2 separate regions of the Triticum aestivum genome follow, and region 2 is linked to region 1. Evidence: chromatin contacts called from public Hi-C data. All regions are on one chromosome and are shown on one strand. The core of a region is the stretch at or near the end of the contact, and the rest is flanking DNA. Distances in the headings are between cores, read along the strand shown.

Region 1 (7,711 bases), core at 1,847-4,346:
TTATGCGGAAACTTATCTCGCACACAATTATATCTCTCTCACTACCTGCAGGCATGTCACAGAACAAAATAATATACGAGTGTATCTTTAAACTTCTAAAACATCTTACAAGCCATTTCTTAGCATAACAATGACTTCTAAAAGACATGGACCAGTCTGAACTTGGTGAACTAATTTATTTATTTTTTGAATTTTTGTGAACTAATTATTGAAGTTCCAAACATTCCACTTGATAACTTAAATATTCAGGTATAATCCAGATGCATACCAAAAAAAATATCATGTTGAATATTTATCATAAACATCACAGCAACCTAAATCAGGATTCTTTGTAGTCTTAGCAATGAGTTAAAATTTGACAGAAGACAGAGAAACAAGAGAATAGACAAAAAATAAACCTCATAACATAGCATGACACTAAGATATCTAAGAAGCATGAAATACAACCTTAAAAAGTAAGTACAAATGAATGATTTATACGGTTTTGTAGGACATACAAGCTTAATAACCGAATCTGAATATTACGAAGATTGTATGCTTTTCTCACTAAAACATTCTTATGAAAGTGATACATGCAAAAAATGGGATGAACGACTGTAAGACACTCAACTATTCAACTTTTCCAACATAACCACTTTCTGCTACAATGTAACTACAGAAATCACTTCTTACTTTTTAATGTGAGGTCTTCTCACTTCCTTATATTTTAGAAGACCCTACCTCATGGCTTGTTTTGGTTTCGATAAACCAAATGAAGTGAAGCACTAGAAGTACTAACCTATGAACTATTCAATCAACCTAGCACTGTATTGGTAGTGTTTTGTCAGTCCATCCTATCACCAGCTTTCGTCTTAACATAGTTGCAGTTTTCGACAGAGCAAACCTGATGGCAGAAGAGCACATGCTGAGAAATGCTTGAACACATGTCTGGGTTTCCAGTCCATCGTGGGTAATTCTGTACCAAGTCACAGCATCTTCTTGATTGCAGGATTCACTGGAGCTGGTGCTTGCTTACATAGATTGCGCCGTGCAATGCTAACACCTCATGAAAGCATTTCACATTTGTGACTGTGACATGAGCAATTTAGCATACCCTTGGCAAAGGACTCACTGCACAAGTAGCTCGTTAGCTGTTGGAAGGCAGCCAACATCCTTAACATGTGAACTCAGCCTATCAACCATCTCAGATATCTGGTCCGAGTCTGAGTGTTTTCTGTCCCCCACTGTGAACTCATGGAATGCCTCATCAAGTTCAATCCAACTTGATCCTGCTGACTTCTGAGACCCGGTTCCTTTCATTTGCATCCTTGCCTTTGCCATGTCACTCCACTGCCCAGCCTCTGCATAGATGTTTGAAAGGACAGCATAGTTCCCTGCATTGGAGGGCTGCAGCTTACTGAGCTCGTTCACTGCAATTTCTGCATACTCCACGTTCTTGTGCAGTCGGCATGCACTGAGAAGGGACCCCCATATTACCTCATTAGGGTCCCAAGGCATGCTTTTTATCAGGTCAACAGCCTCCTCGATGAGCCCTCCACGACCAAGAAGGTCAATCATGCAGCCATAATGCTCTATCTGTGGCACAATGCCATAGTCCCTCTCCATATTGGAGAAATACCGGCGTCCCTCTTCCACAAACCCCATGTGTGTGCATGCACTAAGAACGTTGATCATTGTCACGGCATCAGGACGGAACCCTTGTAGCTTCATTTGGCCAAAGAAGTCCAGCGCCTTGTCTCCATGCCCATGCATCGCAAATCCCCCAATTATGGTGTTCCATGACACTGAATCCTTCTCAGCTATTTCAGTGTCAAAGACATAATCAGCCCGGTTTACGCATCCACACTTGCAAAACATGTCAATCATTGCATTGCACACATGGGTCGACCTCCCCAGTTGCCTCGTCCGCACGTACCGGTGAATCCTCTTCCCAAGAGCAAGCGAGCCTGACTCTGCACATGCAGCCAAGATACTCACAACCGCAGCCACATCAAGTTCCACAGCAGCTTCCTTCATCTGAGTAAACAACCGTCCAGCCTCCTCAACAAGCCCATTCTGGGCACATGCCGAGACCATTATCGTCCATGTTACCAAGTTCTTGGTTGGCATCTTATCAAAGATCACTCGAGCCATCTCCATGTCACCCTTCTTACAGTAACCAGACACCACCGTCGACCACGACACCACATTCCTCTCTGGCATGCACTGAAACAGCTCGAACGCCTCCTCCATCTTCCCAGCCTTGGTGTACCCGTCCAGCACGGTGTTCCAGCTTACAGTGTCCTTCTCCGGCATCTCGTCAAACATCCTCCTCGCACTTGCCACCTCGCCCTGTCGCACCATCGCAGCCATGGCCGAGTTCCAGGATACGGTATCCCGGCTAGGCATTTCCTCGAACACCTTGCTGGCGTCCAAAAACCCGCCGTTCTTGGAGTAGGCGTCGATCAGCGCGTTCCCGACATAGGTGTCCTCGATGGACCCGAGTTTAACGACGTGGGAGTGCACCGCCCTGAGGGGGGTCAAGCCCGCGGAGGAGAGCGCCTTGATGAGGAAGGAGTAGGTGAAGCTGTCCCGCTGGGGCATGGCGGAGAAGACAGAGACCGCGGCGTGGGGCAGGGCATTGAGCGCGTAGGCGCGGAGAAGGGTGTTCGGGAGGAAGGTGGTGGCGTGAGGATTGGGGAAGGAGGCGAAGACGCGGCGAGAGGCCGGGAGGCGGCGCTGGAGCGCGTATGAGGAGATAAGCTTGGAGGCGGTGAGCGGGTCGAGGTGGATACCGTGCTTGAGGAGCTGCGCGTGGAGCTCCTGCACGTGGTGGAGGCGCTGGAGGCCGTGGGGCAGTGACGCCAGGTGCTGCTCCACGAGCCGGCGCTGCGACGGCGCAACCCACCGCGGCGCCGGGCGGAGCGCAGAGGCAGCGGTGGACATTGGCGTTCGGACTGGCTATGGCGCCGCTGTGATTGCCGCCGGTGAGGGGGCGGTGGTTTGCGGTAATTGTTGCCGGAGAGGGAAGAGGAGCTGCTCAGGCAAGGAGAAGGCCCTGCGGATGTGGTCTTGCTCGATGACATGTGGGTCAGCGCCAAAAACATTCTCCCGGGATAGGCAGTGTGCTACTACAAGGTATAGCTGGCCAAACAGGCCGTGCTTTCTCGTGCTAGAAGCACGCACGGCACAGCCTAAATGGGCCATGCCAGGCACGCGGCACGTTTTTTTTTTGAATTTTTGAATATATCTATACTACTTATAGTGAGGAAGGTGGTGAATCGGGCATGATCATCGATCCTAGCCATTCGTGTGCTAAATCCAACAGCTGAAAAGAGTGGGATTCGCAATGAACAGTACATCGCTGCTCCATCCACAATGTTCCAGAACGATCGCCTCATCCTTCTCAAAATAAGTGGCCCATATTGATTCCTCTTAGCCCATGTTGCAGTTTGAGGACGTGTTGAGCCCATGAAAAGTTGTTTTCAGAGAGGAAATATACGGTAAAGTTATACTCTCTCGTTACTCAAAAAAAAAGTTATACTCTCTCCATCCCACAATATAAAACATTTCGGCAAGCAATTTTATGAATTATTTTCTTTCTTAACAAATTACGGGGATTACATATATTAACTCCTACTTTTTTGTAATGTATTTTCTTTCTGCATCTGTACATAAACGATATTTTCATTTTGCCTTGATGAATCTATTGGCAAGTCTATTTTTTTAAAACCAAAAAACATTCCATAATAATGTTAAAACGTGCGTTGCACGTGCATACATACTATTATATATATATATGACCTAAGAAACAATCCAATAGGCCCAAAATGGCCAAAAAATATAGCCTAGCAGACCGAAAAGCACGCAGCCCAAACATGTTAAATGTGCCACGGGTCGGCCGGTTACTAAATGTGTCGTGCCTGGGCCGAGGAGCAAAGCACGTGGGCCAGCACGGCACGACCCATCTAATAAACGTGGATGTGCGGGTCGTGTCGTGCCAAACACGATTAGCACAGCTCAGGCCGTGTTGACCCATTTGGCCAGGTCTGCGTGCTTGCCAACATGTCACATGAATGACCTGGGCCACGAGGCGAGGCACACGCGTTGGGCCAGCAAGCGCCTGTTTATTTTATATTTATTAGAATTATTTATAATGTATAGGTCCGAAAAACAGCCCAAAAAGGTCTTTAAAAAACAGCTCAATTTGACTCAAAAGCATCATGTGGCACAAATGTCGGCCCATGCCAGTCCGTATACTCATGTGTCATGTTTGGGCCACATGACGAAGCATCCATGTCGACCCGGCACGACCCACTTATATACGGGCCTCGGCTTGCATTGTCATGCCTGACCCGTTTAAGGGTGGGTCATGTCATCCCGTTCCCCAGGTATGCTAGAGGGTGACACGCGCTTTGTTGCGCCATCCTTCAGTCATGAATTAAGCCCCTTTTCTGAACTAGCACAAATGCTTGTGCATTGCAATGGAAGAAAATATCAGTTTCTATGAACCATGGTTGGCCGGGTCGAGGAACTATGTCACCGGACAGTCGATCGCTGATGACAAACAAAAGATGCATCATTTGAGGATCATGACATGGAGCTTAGGACATGGGTTATGATTTGAAGTAAATTGATGTGATTGACAATGTTCTTTATGAAAATCTTTCGATTTATTCATCAAACATCATGACGGTATAAAGAACATCAAAAGTAATCTACATCGATGTCGTGCATGAAAAATAAAATTGATGCAAATTTAAACATCAGAAGTAATCTACATCAATGTCATAAGTTAATTCCTTCCTTTAATTTTGCACCCAATAGTTTATGGAAATCACAATTGACAACAGTTAGCTATGGGGAATTTCGCAGCGACCCCATTTTCCATCATTGCATGAATCTCGGCGCAAGATCGCTACCATGTCAAATGTGAAACTAGGTTGTTGTAAGACAAAAGGCAGCGAACGTTTCACTTCCTCAAAACAATCCTTACCACCGACTAGCGCCGCGGACCCCCACATGGGAGACCTGGGTTCGAATCCCAGGGTGTTGGGAAACGTTGTAGAAAAAACAACAAAATCGCCCTATGATCCGCCAAGAAAACTCTGAAGATGCAATAGCGGTTTGAATCGGATCAACTTCGAGTTGCAGCAGAAGAAGACGAGTCAGTGTAGATCGTACTTGAAGTCACTCGAACCATCGATGAACGATCCCTCAAACCGTCCACGAACAGTCCCTCGAACGGAAGACCGAAAGCATGGCATCTCCACGAATTGCAAGGGTATGGTCTTCACGATCTGGCAGCGCTTCACCATCCAGAGCTAATCCTCGCCGAAGAATTAGAGGGAGGAGATTAGAACCACAGTGGGCTTCTAATTATGAGTATTAGACAATCTAGGTTTAGCTCTAATTAGATCAAGTAGGACCAACTAGAGCTAGAAGTAGAGAACTAGATGAGGCTCCAAAACTTGTGTGTACAAAAGGTGCCAAAACCACTAGTATATATATGTTGGAGGAGGAGGAGGGGCGCCACACAAGGGGGGGCGTCTTCCCCCTTGGCTGGCCAAGAGGAGGGGGAGTCCTCCCTTCCTTCCCCAAGTGGGAAGGGGGCGCCACCTCTATTTGGGCCCAAGTGGCCCAAGTAGCTTTCCACCACTTGGCCTTTTAAGGCTTGTTGATATTTAAATAAATATAAAAGCCTCCTAACTATTATTAGAGACCTTCATTATTAATTTAACATCTCAGGAAATATTTTTCACCTATATATTATTTGTCGGTAATATCTGGTATTGCACGACAAACTCTGAAACCCTTCTGGTGACCCCGAAACACTTTCGGTTCCTCTCAAAACTATTCCAAATATTATGAAACTATTTCACAAATATTTTCTCACTACTCCCGTCCTACTAACACTCAGCAGATCGTGATTACCTTAAGCTTGTTACCATGTAGGTTCCTTCAAACATAGACATGACAAAACCCCTTTTGTTCAATGACTGATAGCGGAACCGTGGACATCCATATTGATCCCTATGAATGCATGAATGGCATTTGAGTGAACCTTTGGTTATCATGTGCTATTCCCTTTGCTTCGTGATACTTTACAAAACCCGAGGTGAGATATATCGATATCCTCTTGAGTCATACACATGCTCACTATATCGGTCTCCTCGTTACCGGTTTTGTTCTTCTCTCTCGTTCACATGTTCCCACATCCCCGTGACATAGTCACATGTGTCTGGTCAGACGATGACGGATGCCATCATGATACGTCTCCAACGTATCTATATTTTTTTTATTGTTCCATGCTATTATATTATCTGTTTTGGATGTTTTATATGCATTATTATGCTATTTTATATTATTTTGGGACGACTAACTTATTAACCCAGAGCCCAGTGCCAGTTTCTGTTTTTTCCTTGTTTTTGAGTTTCGCAAAAAAGGAATACCAAACGGAGTCCAAACGGAAAAAAAAACTTCATGATGATTTTTCTTGGACTAGAAGACACAACCTTCTGTTCCCGTGAGATCCCATCTTGGGGCCTTTTCCGGCATCCTATCGAAGGGGGATTCGATCACGGAGGGCATCTACATCAACCTTATTGCCCTTCCGATGAAGCGTGAGTAGTTTACTTCAGACCTACGGGTCCGTAGCTAGTATCTAGATGGATTCTTCTCTCGATGGATTCTTCTCTCTCTTTGATTCTCAATACCATGTTCACCTCGATGTTCTTGGAGATCTATCCGATGTAATCTTCTTTTGCGGTGTGTTTGTCGAGATCTGATGAATTGTGGATTTATGACCATCTTATCTATGAATATTATTTGAATCTTCTCTGAATTCTTATATTCATGATTTGATGTCTTTGTATTTCTCTTCGAATTATCGGTTTGGTTTGCCCAACTAGATTGGTTTTTCTTGCAATGGAAGAGGTGCTTAGCTTTGGGTTCAATCTTGCGTGATTTCACCCAGTGACAAAGTAGGGGTAACGAGGCACGTATTGAATTGTTGCCATCGACGATAAAAAGATGGGGTTTTCATCATATTGCTTGAGTTTATTCCTCTACATCATGTCATCTTACTTAAGGCGTTACTCTGTTCTTTACGAACTTAATACTCTATATGCATGCTGGATAGCGGTTGATGTGTGGAGTAATAGTAGTAGATACAGGCAGGAGTCGGTCTACTTGACACGGACGTGATGACTATATGCATAATCGTTGCCTTCGATATCGTCATAACTTTGCGCTTTTCTATCAATTGCTCGACAGTAATTTGTTCACCCACCGTATTATTTGCCTTCAAGAGAGAAGCCTCTAGTGAAACCTATGCCCCCCCAGGTCTATTTTCCATCATATTTATTTCTGATCTACTATTTTGCAATCTTTTATTTTCAGATCTATAAACCAAAAACCCAGAAATATTTTATCTTTTACTTAGTTTTATCTATCTCTATCAGATCTCACCTTTGCAAGTGACCATGAAGGGATTGACAACCCCTTTATCATGTTGGGTGCAAGTGTTTGATTGTTTGTGTAGGTGCATCTATTGGGGACTTGCGCATTTCTCCTACTGGATTGATACCTTGGTTCTTAACTGAGGGAAATACTTATCTCTACTGTGCTGCATCACCCTTTCCTCTTCAAGGGAAAAACCAACACAATCTCAAGAAGTAGCAGGAAGAATTCCTGGCGCCGTTGCCGAGAAGATCTACGTCAAGCCTACCAA
Region 2 (7,711 bases), core at 2,858-5,357, 790 kb before region 1:
CGGGCTGTGGTGGTTTGGTTCCGGAGGGCGCAGCGGTCGCGGGTCTTCTGCGCTTTGTCGAGCTGCCGCTGTTGGCATTTCTTCTTCTTCTTCTTTTTCTTTGGGCTTGTTGTGCTGCTCGCCCCAGCATTGCGATCTGTACAATGGTGGTTTGCTTTGGAATACAAAGCGGGGGAAACCCTTTTTGGTAACATGAGAGAGAAAGACAAAGTCTACAGATACAGACCCTTCTTTCCTATATGCTCGGGATGTCTTCAAAACCCTAAAACCCAACTCATGTATAGGAAGGATATGAGGGTGCTCGGGTATGTCCGGGCAATCCGCCACGTCTGACAATGAGGTGCCAAAGTCAATTGGAGATGTTCTTAGTTGTTATTTTTGCATAGACCCTGATTTGTTATTCATTTGAAGATGTCCTTGGAGCATCTCTAGAAGATCCCTATCTTAAAAGTCCAAAACTTATTCTATATCCCAAAAATTCAAAATAAATTAGGTGATTAATCATTTGCTCAGTTGGCAGACCCCTTAAATCTTAATCCGGTAAGAAGTTTGTTTTCCTAATTCATCCAATCGTTTTCAACTTATCACAACATATTGGTTTAATACTTAATAATTCAAGTATACACAATTCAAATGCATAGCAAACTCAATGTTCTCAAACATCACCATGCAAATTCAAAGACAACAGGATGTTCAAATGAACTAAGAATCCAAATAAATGTGATAAAAGCACGAGAATAAAGTGCTATGATCGTGCCAACTGTGTTGAATAAGATCTTATTGAAGTTGGTTTTGGTCTTGATGGTTCTCGGTCCTTCGGTGTGCATGGAGGAACGCTTCAATCATGTTGGGGTTATGTTCATCTCCACCAGATGCCCATTGAAGCGATACCAATAGTCACGTGGGTCTTTTCTAACATCCTCGATGATCATGTTGCGCAAGATAACACATGCTTTCATGATCTTCCATAAGGTATCGGGGTTCCAATACTCGGCAGGGTCACAGACAATTGTAAAGTGTCGTTGAAGCACACTAGAATCTCTCTCAACATCCTTTCTAGTATATTCTTGCATACTTGCAAAGTGAGATTTCTTGATACTTTAGGACGGTGGATTTTCTTCACAAATGTGGCTCATGGGGGATAAATATTGTCAGTTATGTAATATCACATGTTGTACTCATTGTCATTGACAACATAGTTGCAAGGTGGATTGTCACCGGCAACAAGCCTTGCAAAAAGAGGAGACCGCGAGAGGACATTGAGATCGTTGTGAGAGCCGGGCATCCCAAAACATGCATGCCAAATCCACAGATCATGGGATGCAACTGCCTCAAGAATGATGGTTGGATCATGACAATGCCCTCTGTACTAACCTTGTCATGCTACATGGGAATTCTTCCATGTCCAACGGAGCAATCAATTGATCCACGCATCCCGAGCCAACCTCTCTCTTCATTTTCTGCCATGAGCCTCTTGGTATCTTCATCAATGGGACCCCTCAGGTACTTTGATACATATCTCGATCACACCTTCGCCAAATCGTCTCACACCTTCTAGGATGAGATCTTACCCAATGCGATCATAGTCATTAATGGCAGCGACTGGGCATTCATAAGCAAGAACTTGCACGACTGATGTAATCTTCAAGAATGAACGTACACTTGCTGCTCCCGGTGCATTCGTTATCAGTTGAACGAAGGATCATGTTTCTCCACAACTTATGTAATGGTGTTGAAAATATCTTGGTACATTTGGAGTCGGTGCTAGAAATAGTGAGGGGGGATATATTGCATTCTGCGCGATGTAATCCCTCGTTTTGATGACTGATGATTCCATCTCAAAGAAATGTCCTTCGACCAAACCGAGAACCAAGTCCGGACCACCTGAAATCATCCTCCACAAACACCACGACAACCGCCAGCTCAAAGTGATCATCTTCTTCCTCCTCCTACGATGAATCGTTGAAAACCATGTCCCATAACATCTTTGTCTGCACAATTCGAGACCTTTCTTTGATTGAAACATAAAAATAAATAAATAAAGGCCATAGAGGCATGTTGACAAAATACCTTGTGGGCGGACGAGTCCAGAGTCACTACGACTAGTGATGGAGCTCGGGCTAAGGCCGAATGAGGGCAGAGGACAACGAGTACACTGCCTAGAAGTTTGCATAGGCGATTCCGGGGCATGGATGCGACAAACACAAGTGCGATGTTGGGGCGACGATGGGGGTGGCAGTCTTCTTTGCTGGTTCCAGCATTGTTGAACATCTATGAGTTGCGTTTGACCTTTCTATGCAGTATCCAAGGTCGGCCGGTTTGATTCAGAATGAAAACGCACCTCCCAAGCCACGGGACGGAGCTATGAAACGACGATGTCGTCGACGGTGAAAAAACGGATTCTGGTGTCGGCGAGCGAGGAGAAGGTGTAGGTGAGGACAGCATGCCTGCGGGATTGTCGCGTGAAATGGTTCCGGCCCCGATGGGTGGACAACGCTAATGGGGTTGGCAGGTCGGGGCTGAGAGGAAGGTCGGACGTCCGCCTAATTTTTACCGAGAAGTTGTGTCTTTGTACTAAATTTAGTTGAGACGACCGCATTTTGGGGATAGAAGACTATCTTTTAGGGATTACTGGCTTGAGTGATATGCTAGCTAGGCCTAAAGGAGAACTACTTAAAAAGATTTTATTTTGATTTTCCCATCCTCGTGGCCTTTCTATCTTTCTAATCTAATTTGAAATTGGATCAAAAGAAAGCGGTTAGAATTTACTTCCTGCAACCCTTGAAACATCAAATTATCTTCAAATATAACTTTTGGGTTCTGTTAGAGGAGAAAGGTGCACAAGCCATCAACTATTGGTGTTGAGTTTGCACAAAACATCACATATTTGGCGTAATCCGCTGGAACAATGTCTAATCCAACGTTAAGATACGCTGATGTGATTTTTGATGGGTGGGTCCCGCTTGTATATGCACGCCGTGACAAACAAAACCGGTGACATCTGACCAACCAAAACTGTCAATATCTCTCAAACCTTTGGTCCGTTTAAGCTATTTTTTAGCTTAGTATTGAGTACGATTTCTTGGATTTTTTTCATATTTATCAAAAAATGATGATTTTATAAACAATAAATTGAGCAAGCTAACTAAAATTGAGATTTCCTAGATCGGTGTTAGATACATTTATGGTCTTAATATAGTTTTTTGCACATTTTTTTTGAAAATGTTAAGTTTTGAACTGAAATTTGAATGAAATGCCAAACTTCCATTTTCTACAAAACCGTTGGTCAAATGAGCTGCGATTCTCCCAGAGTAGTACTTCATACATGTGTGATTTACTCAATATTTTTTTTTGCATTTGGGTTGAAAACTATTGAATTTTGAGTCAAAAATTTAAATAGGCCAATTAAACTTGCAATGGAAAACCCTTGATTTGACCTGCTGACTGATGTGGCCATTTTCTTTTGCCATATTTACACTTACAAACGGGACTCACCTGTCGGAAATCACATCAACGTACCTTAACGCTAGATTAGACCTAGCTGTAACAAATTACATCAATAGTTGATGTTCTACATAACAAACCCATAGAGTAGATGTTCTTACCAAATCGGCATCAACAGTGGGTGGTTTGAGCAATTTGCTCTCTGTTAGAGATTATGGTGCTGTTATCCCGCGGAAAAAGCAGCGACGGTGACCAAAGTCGGCCCGTGCACTGCATGCATGTGTACCTAGTGAGAGTCTGACAGAGGGTTCGAGCATGAGCAGCAGTGCAGCACTGGCACCTGACGATCCCATATCTTTCATTCATTAAATTCGTCTACAGTGTCGTGTAACAGCATGCACTGTTGCTGACTCGCGAGCAGCAGTAAATCCTCGGCCGCCCACGGCCCACCGCACCCAACCAAAAACATTGATCAATTTCCGCCCGATATACGATTCCACTACTGTAGAGCGTGCGTACTCTACTGTCTAATCCGAAAACAACGGAAGGTCGGTCGATGCTCCGAGCCAAACACGATTTTTTTGTTTCCCGGACTCCGAACCGATCGTCCGTGCGCAGCGCAGCGCAGCGCAGGAGGAGAAAAGCGATGACGCCGTGCTGCACTGTAGCCTCCAATCTTTTCCTTTTCCTGCCGACCACCACCACCTGCCTTTGAAGTCGAGCCCCCTCCCTCCTCCGATCCACACGTGGGGGTATATACTGGTACGTGTATATACGATACCACCACCACCACCACCACCTCGGCGACTTCGCTCCTGCCGGCCCGGCCATCTCCATCCACCCTCCGCCCCGCTCCGGCCGGCCACCTTGCCGCCGCCGCCGCCCGTCCCCTCCTTGTGATGCTTCGGTACCCGCCTCTCTCTCTCTCTCCCCCGTCTCGCCCTGCTCGCTCTTCTCGCGAGGATTGTTTTTTTTTTTGTTTCTGTTTCCGGGAGCTCGGAGGGGATCCTTGGTGTTCTTGGCGGGGGAGGAGGCGGCCTTGCTTGCTCTGGATCGACCGCGAAATCTTTCCCCCCTTGCTTCTGCTTACTTGGCGTTTTTTTGCCGGCGGGATTGGTTTGTCGGTAGAGCACACACAACTACGAGCGCTTCTTCTGCTTATCCACCAATGCCGCAGCTGTGTTGTCGATTTCTGCTTGGATTCAGCCTGGGTTACTTTCACGCAAACCATCTCTTGTTTCCCTCTGCTGCTCATAAATAGGCCGCTCCCTTTTGATCGAGCTGCTGCCTGCCCTGTCTCCAGAAAACAGGAAATGGAAAAAAAAAGGAAAAGAAATGCCCCTGCATTTGACCAATTTGTCCGCTCTCTGTCTCCGATTCATCCGGGCTTTTTCCTCTGTGCTGTCATTTGATTTATGGGATAATTAGTCTTCGCAGACGTGAATCCACCTCCTTCAGGTTCTTGCTGGCCACTATATTTGATTTCCTCCCCTTTCATTTCCTTTCGGAAAGAAGAAAACAAGTTCTTGGCTAAGTAGCAAGATCCAGCTCCGTTGCTAGTTTCAATCCGACTATTTTAATTCCCACTCCACTCTGGGTTTCTGTGTTCGTCGCCGATTAAAAAAGCTTTAAAAAATCCTTCGTTGGTGGCCGTGGAGTCAACTTGTCGAGCTGAGAAGTTCAACCAGCAATAAAGCTCGGCAGAATCTTCACACTTTGTTTATTCTTTTACCTGGAGCGCTCCTGGTTGTTTCCAGTACAACCATCTTCTTATTTAGTATAGCATTTCCATTGATTCAAATCAATTCTATAGCTGTGATGATGCGCCGACCGACCAACTGTTGATTTGCGGTTTTATTATGAGCATACATGTCTTTCCACTTTTGAACGGTCAATAAATGGATTTGTGCGCAGGCTGTCGCAAGGAGGCGGAGTGCTGCGCCGGTGATTACTAGTAGGCATCACATCTCCGGCCTCATTTGCCCTCTTCATCACCAGGTATTTCCAGCTCCATCCATGTAGCCGTTCAAGAAATTTTCTAGTGTTATCTTGATTGATCTGTCTGCCTTCTATTGTCATGGTAAGCCGTTCATGGTTTCATTGTCTGCTTTGGTCCCTGCATCTTGTTCTTAGATCAATGCATGCCCCCTCATTGCCGGTTTCATTATATTAAGTTCTAAATTAAGCACCCTCGAGATCTTCAGTAGGAGGGGGGGGGCCTGTTCTTTTTATCCGTTTATTTTATCATCAAAGATTTAGAGAGCCATAAAATGGATGTGTCTTGCCATCTTCTTTCTTTTTATCAAATTTGTACTGTAGTTGGTTGTTTTTCATACAGCTGCATGAATTAGGCAACCAACTTTCAGATGTACTACAAGCAATCTAGGGTAGGCACACAAGTAATCTCCACACTGTGAAGAACAAGCTAGCTGATCTCTGTTGAGCCTTTTTCTTCTGCAGCTTCTTGGAAGTCTACATTTTGGTCAGACCCTTTGAAGAAGAAATCCTCTCACAACTACTACCATGGGTGCCTGCGTGTCTTCAAGCAGGAGGCGGAGACCGCAGAGATTGCGCTGCACATATCGCCGTGGAAAGGTTTTGAGAAACACGCCTACCATACGCGCCAGTGATGTGGGGACCTGTGCTGCTTCTGGAGAAGTTGTCCATGTGGAGACTTCCGCGGCCACTCGCAGGAAATCTGATGGCTCGAATGTGACATTCCACCTTACACAGCTGCAGTGGCATCATAGCGAGCTAGACTCGGAAAATGGAAGCGGTAATCAGAATTTTCATTTTACTTTCATACGTTTTAGGATCCAAAGTCTTTACATTTCACATTTAGGATCAAAAGTCCTTAAATTTTGTTCCTATTGTTCCAGTTGTATGTCAGGAAGAAGCATGGTTCGATTCTGTCAGCATTTTGGGTTCTGATTCTGATGAAGACTTCAGCAGTGTCAACGGAGGTATCGTCTTTTCTCTAGACAGATTTCATTCGCACTAGGCATATGCATTGGTCATATATATTTATTTATGCACAATCCTTTCTTGCAGACTTTCCTGCCATGTCGGGCGCTGGAAGGACACACTTAGTGCAGTGTGAAGATGCTTCATGTATTGCTGATTGCATCCAGAAGTTCGAGAAGTTTTTTGACAGTTCATGTGTTGCTCAAGCTGTTGAACAGTACCTAACAAGAGATGCACACTGTATGGATAAATCAAGCCAATCCGGTGTTCAGGAAGCAGAGAGGCTTAAAATTGCAAGTTCGGAAACATCTGATATCTCTGGTGCAAAGGTGGAGGAAGCAAAGACAAAAAATGATGGCGTAAAAATGCTGACAAAACTTCGAAGAGGTGACGAGGCATGCAATAATTTGAAGTCTTTCAAAGATGGAGAAAAATCTCATGAAAGTATCTTCAAAAGTTTGACACCAGTGTGCACGCCTCGTCATGCTAATAAGGTTCAGCCGTTGGGAGTGGCGAGCCCACGGGGCCAAAAGAAGAAGTCAGGAGTTGTCAGGCTCTCTTTCACGAGGACATCTTTTGATGGGGAGCAAACTACTGAAATATGTGAGTTCTTCTCTGATGTATTTTACCTTTTTTTACATTAGAGGCAGTTTTCAGAAATATGGTTGATGTTGAATCTCTATCCGCAGGCTCTAGGAGGTACTTGATTCGTCCAAGAGCCGGGCTATTGATTCCTCAAGCGAGCGAGAAAATATCAGAAGGTTGTTGGTCCATTCTTGAGCCTTCGATCTTCAAGCTACGCGGAGACAGCTTTTTCAGGTAAGAGTTGGTACACCCTTTGCTTGTCTTGTTTTGTGTTTTTCTAGTACATGAACTTGGTTTTAATTTGTATAACTTTCATGTAGAGACAAAAAGAAGGCAGCTGCCCCAGGAAGTTCTCCATATACTCCAATCGGCGTGGACATGTTCATGTCACCAAGGAAAATACATCACATTGCCCAGCATATTGAGCTACCATCTATAAGGCCAAGTGAGAAAGTTCCTTCTTTACTTATCGTAAATATTCAGGTATGATAGTCAGAACTCGCTGGTTTCCCCTAAACTTTTAGGATGCTTGATTACTAATGCGTATGTATTTTGCACCCAGATGCCTACATATCCGACTGCTATCTTCCTTGGTGACAGCGACGGGGAAGGGATTAACCTAGTGTTGTATTTCAAACTGAACGACAACTTTGAGAAAGACATTTCTCCTCACTTCTATGAGAGTATCAAGGTAAAATTTCTCTCACGTCAGGCGCCG

The links. Hi-C and Micro-C count contacts between places; a contact is called where the count stands out from the background.
Region 2: a contact with region 1 is called in a Hi-C map of leaf, with 4 times the contacts expected there. The contact joins the promoter of LOC123119652 here to the promoter of LOC123119650 in region 1. A contact is called at or near these places in 3 of 5 Hi-C or Micro-C datasets (all in leaf).

What each region holds. Positions count from the first base shown.
Region 1 is chr5D:94,568,523-94,576,233 of IWGSC CS RefSeq v2.1, reverse strand. It overlaps LOC123119650 (pentatricopeptide repeat-containing protein At3g29230-like), which reads right to left and starts at 3,096. Exons shown (of 2, transcript XM_044539514.1): 1 at 884-3,096; 2 at 1-45. The coding sequence starts at 2,925. The coding sequence ends at 1,108.
Region 2 is chr5D:95,359,625-95,367,335 of IWGSC CS RefSeq v2.1, reverse strand. It overlaps LOC123119652, which reads left to right and starts at 4,107. Exons shown (of 11, transcript XM_044539516.1): 1 at 4,107-4,351; 2 at 5,359-5,442; 3 at 5,905-6,220; 4 at 6,324-6,407; 5 at 6,496-7,011; 6 at 7,098-7,227; 7 at 7,314-7,476; 8 at 7,556-7,684. The coding sequence starts at 5,968.